2 separate regions of the Gossypium arboreum genome follow, and region 1 is linked to region 2. Evidence: chromatin contacts called from public Hi-C data. All regions are on one chromosome and are shown on one strand. Each heading gives the region's core, a stretch centred on a gene start, on an enhancer-like site or on the middle of the called end of the contact. The rest is flanking DNA. Distances are from core to core; before and after follow the strand shown. Region 1 holds the start of LOC108467132. Region 2 has its middle 17 kb from the start of LOC108471008.

Region 1 (2,700 bases), core at 45-2,544, 680 kb after region 2:
ACAAATAAAGCTGTACGTTGTAAGATAAGAGACACAATCGGCATTGTTGACATCATACATTGAAATTAGTTATTACAGAGATGAGCTTCTATTGGATTATAAAAGTGAACAAAAACAAGCAATAGAAGGGTTATAAGTGCTTCAAGGTGCAAAACTCTAACTGGGAAAACTTTTGGCTAATCCTGAGCTACATTTTTTAGAATATATTTTGATTCTAATCAAACTTTGCACTTTCAACACCACTATTTACTTCATCAGTAGATCACTGTTGATGTGCACCTTAAAACCTTGTGCAAACGCTTTAGACTTCAGGTAGTGTGAGCTTCATCGATTATGTTTAAAAGCAAGTGAATTTAAACCCTTTTTGAAACTCTTATCCAACATTATTCATTGTAGCAATTTCACAAACATGCAAAATGGGAACTGAGTGAATGAAATGTGCAGGCATCAAATCATTGACAACTCTCAAATCCGTGTGGGAAAGTTGTACAGCAAAAAATCAAAAGCAAAAGGATGAGAAGTAAAGGAACTGAAAGAAAACGGGTAAGAGGAATGAGTACAATTTATCTGAAATTGTGCTGACAGCACCGTATGGAAATTTTCTTCAATTTCAAGTTTTAAAAGAATATCCCGAGTTTTCCAAGCCAAGCAATATCCATCCTGTAATCAAGTCTAGTCTAGCATAAACGATTATGATGATCTAAGCAACAGAAACACCGAAATTCAAAAAAGAAACTTATAGGAAGTTGATAATTTTTAGACTCAATGCTCGGTCAAAAGAATAGTTAACTCAATCAAACAAGGAAAACAAAGGTTGAAAACTTCCAAAATTTTAAGCTTTGCCAATTGTTTAAGACCCCATAAAGCTAAAACTGGAACAGGGTTTTCAATTCATCCCAAGCTTCCAATTTTTATTGACTTTAGAAGCATCTGAAGCAAAACAAACAGAAATAATAACAAAAAGGTAAACATACCCTTTGTTTTAGAGAGAAAAATGAAGAATGAGAGAGCCAACTAATGAAGAAAGGTTGCTGAATGCTAACGAAGAACAGGAGAAATATAAAAGAGACATTATCATGGACATGGTGTCGGTTTAAAGATGCAGATGATAAAGAACAGGAAAGCTAGACAGACATATAGAATTGAATAAAAGTGGGAACTCTAAGCTAAGATCTGTATGATGAAAAAGGCTCATGACTTAATAATAATTTATTAATTATAAATGATACAGGAAAAAGTTGTGCCTTTTTAGTTACCAATAGGGAGGAAGTCTCTCAAGTGAATGAATGAATAAATAAATATGAACTTTAGGGAAAAGATTCTAAATTTGGGTAAAACTTAAAAGTTATCCAAGAATAACCAGAAGATTAATAGTTGGAAGGGATTTGGTTTAATTTGTAAATGGTGAGTTAGGGGACCATTGCCTATCACATCATTCATTTATTTTTCCACAAGTCATAATCACTCCCACAGAACAAAATGATATTCCAAATGGCTAAACTATATATCCTCTCAACACACAAAAACAAATATGAAGCTTCCTTTTTCCTTTTCCGGCATTAAGAAAACATGGTGTTCCCAAAGATGGTCATTTTCAATGAATTAGATGCAAACTCCATCGTCATCTTAAAATTAAATTAAAGAAAGCTTGAATGCACATAATGGTAGCAAAGCAAAGCAAAGTACGAATAATATTTACATATATTGATTCATTCAAAATATATTACAGACAAGCAGATAAGTATGAATAAGAATCAGACAAGAAATAGAGTAGACTTCAATCAAATCAGATTTTGCAGTCTCCAACAGTTGTTCATATATGTGATGTTATGTTATTACTCCAATTGGCACCATTTTGTAAGCGACTGAGTAACTCATTCTCTGGCACTGCAGTGCACATTAAACATATAATATTTTTGTACAGATTTTGTGTGTCTCCTTTTTTTTGATTTTTTGATTCAATAGTTCAAGTCTGTGGGGAAGAGGGAATGTGTCAGTGTTGTTTTATTTTATTGGATAAATTATATTAATAGTGATTCAATTATTAATAATTTTTTAATTATTTAATTATAAAAATTATAAAATAATCACTTAATTATTTAATTTTATTATTTTTCTAATGATAGTTTTAAAATTGACATAATAACAATTTTAATACTCAACATTTATAAATTATGTCAATTTAGTCTTGATTTTAAAATATTTAATTCACAATATTTACACATTGTGTATTTTGATTTCTTTTTGTTGCTTTTTTGGTGGCATTGAAGGTTTATTTTAAAAGAATGAGAAAAATTAAGATTATTATATTAAATTTTTAGGTGTTTCTATATTTTTGTGTATTTTAATCAAATTTAGTTAATAAATTTGTGTTTTTTTAGCTTTTTAGGTGAAAGGGTCACAAAGAAAAACTAAAATTGAAAAAAAAAGAGACTAAATCACACAATGTGTAAATGTTGAGGTTAGATTTTTAGAAACAAGACTAAATTGACACAATGTATAAATATTGAGGGTTTAAGTTGTTATTATATCAATTTTAAAAGTTTCCTATCAAAATGACAAAATTGAATAATTAGGTGCCATTTTGTAAACTTTTATAGTTAAATGGTCATTTTATAACTTTTAATAATTGAATGAAAAAATAATTATTAATAATTGAGTGACTAACAAAATAATTTCCCTATTTTATTATACAATAAT
Region 2 (2,700 bases), core at 182-2,681:
CAGTTTATACATTGAATCCTTAAATATATGCAGGGGCGAAGGCAGAAAATTTTTTTTAGGACTAAAATTAAATTTTGATTTTTACGATAGTAAAAATATAATTTCACCATTTGAATAGTCTATATCTTTATAATTTTTAAAGGATTAAATCAAATTTTCATCATTTTTAGAGGTCAAAGTGTAATTTTATCTTTATTAATTTAAATTTTTTTAAAAATTTGAAAGGTCTAAATGGAAAAGTTTTTATTTTAGAGGTGCCGGGGCCACTGTCAGTCCCTTCCTGGCTATGGCCTTGAATATATGTCTACATGTCATTCACTCATAGTAAACATTTTGTATTTATTTTCATGACTTCGTGCTGCTTTTGCAGTGTTCCCAGAACCCACTGAGTATTGCGAAATATCAAAACGACAAGGAAGTAATATTTTCCTTCTTTCTATTCAATTGGTGGGCTTATTGGACATCATCACTTGGAGTTTCTCACCTTTACCTCTCTTTCGAACTTATATGTTCAGCATGTATATGGCTACATTAATTTATCCAAAAACTAAAACGCCTAAGTTTGATAAATGCTTATTAAAATTCTATCTGTGGTTTGTCATATCCTCGTTTGAACTTTGCTGCCGTGTTTTGGCTCTTGATTGCAGCAGAGGTCGTCTTGATAGTTAATTTCTTGATACCCTTCTATTGTTGGTAACTTGAATGACTAGACTCTTTTTCATTTACTTCAGGTTATGGAAGTAGTCAACAAAATATCGGAACTCTTCCCTGGCGTGACGGGTCCTCCTTGAATTTGGTAAGTTCATTGTAGTTTTTGCTCAATTTGATTTCAGATGGCGGAGGTGATCGGATCTGGAGCATCAAATCCCATTCAAAATTTTAATTATAAACATATATAATATTTTTTTAATTACTCTTTAGATAAACAAATATCTAAGTAAAGCCGAAAGTAATTTCCAGGTCTTCATTCTTAATTAGTTTCAAACTATCTTATCTTCTATTTGGTGATTGTTAGTTTTCCCAAAAATGAGAAATTTCTTAAATATTTTATGATTTTCTGAGAAGTTAGATGTTAATTGGTTTTCCTTTTGAATTTCAAGAATGTTTAGAGACAACTGAAAATTTATTTATTGTTTCAAAAATTATGTATTTGAAATATTATTTCTACGTTTTACCAAATTAAAAATAATACATTAATTTCACAAAATATCATCTTCATTAGGCGCTGATTATTTTTTTTATCAAGGTACCAGGAGATAATTTAGGGAACCCAACGAAGCAATACTTAAATTGAAACTACAAATACAATTTTTAAGTTCAAATTTGCATTTTTTTTCATCATGATATGTTAGTGTTTTTTCTCACGTTAACGACCAAGTTTTTCTCTAAAAATTGTCGGTGATTAAGATCAGGTTCAAAAAATTAGCTTGAGCACTCATTGCATAAACAATTTTTTAAGTTTAAATTCGTTTAATAAGTCTTACTTTTAGATGTTTTTATTTATTCTTGTAGTATGCTTTTTAGTCTTGCTTTTGCAAACGATAGGGTTAATTTCGTTGCCATCTTCTTTAGTTTAGTGGATATTTAATTCTCTTGTCGATTTATGTCCACCATTTTGGACTATCCAGAACTGATTTTCTTATCAAGTGTTTATAATCACTTTTGATATGTTGTGCTTGAATTGTGACAAAATTAATTGTCAATGTATCATAATATTTTATTGATATTGAAGTTAAAACTTTTGTTGTATTGATAAAATATATCTTTCAACGCGTACAACAAGCATTTGTTATTTCTTCACGAATTGTATTAATGAAATTTCCTTATGAAAAAAATATTACAGTAACAAAGTAAACTAGTTTAAGTGCTTTTTTCAGTAGTTAACTTTTTGACACAATTTTTCAAGCAATAAACCATCAGTCCACTAATACAATAGCACACTACATTTCCAACAATTCTACAAGAATTTGCCATGTACTGGGCCAAATTTTCCAGACCCGTTACAAACAAACCAAAAATAAAAAAAAAATCCAATAATAAAAGTCCGATATTAACCCAAATACAAGACCAAAATTTAAATTTTATAACAGTCCAAAACTATTACAAATAACTTAACTAAACCAAGACCCAAATATCCATTTACAATGTGGCCCAATGGCCCAAAACCTAAACATAGGTTTAGCCAAACAGTTACCCCTAAGTAGCAAGGCGCGCTGCAGTAGCCACCAAGCAACCCTTTGTCCTCACCGCCAGCGCAGCACCGTACGACCACCAAGCTCCATACATTCGTAGCTGCATGAAGACAAGAACAGCACAGCAAAAAAAGCAACAAGGAGAAAAATAATAGAAAAGGAAATTTTTTGTATTTTTGTATTTTTTATTTTCGGCTATATAAAAGCCTTATTTTCATTGTAATGAGGAGGCAATACGCGTATATTAGACATACTGGAATACAAAAAATAGATTTACAAAGCAATCAGAAAAGCAAAAGTTTCTAAAGGTGGTGCCTTTACCTTCAATTTATTCATTCCTTTTCTGCATCGATTTCCATTATTTTTTTAGGGATTAAAAGAAAGAAATATAGGAGGGGGAGAAAGAGAGAATGAAGATCTCACCTGGGTTTCGCCCGTTGCCACCGTGGTGCCCCCTTTTTCTCGCTGGAATCAGCATTTAGACGAAGGGGTTTGAGAGCATTTAGGG

The links. A called contact is a pair of places that touch in the nucleus more often than the background predicts.
Region 1: a contact with region 2 is called in a Hi-C map of leaf, with 2.6 times the contacts expected there. The contact joins the promoter of LOC108467132 here to the enhancer-like site in region 2. A contact is called at or near these places in 2 of 5 Hi-C or Micro-C datasets (both in leaf).

Annotation. Positions count from the first base shown.
Region 1 is chr7:22,840,612-22,843,311 of ASM2569848v2, forward strand. It overlaps LOC108467132, which reads right to left and starts at 1,295. Exons shown (of 6, transcript XM_017767659.2): 1 at 561-1,295.
Region 2 is chr7:22,157,665-22,160,364 of ASM2569848v2, forward strand. It overlaps the pseudogene LOC108471987. Among protein-coding and RNA genes, the nearest start is that of LOC108471008, 17 kb to the right of the region's middle. Within about 2 kb of position 1,432, at least 2 of the 2 cell types and tissues checked have an H3K27ac peak or open chromatin away from gene starts, as enhancers often do. A contact at or near this core is called in leaf, where this site is marked.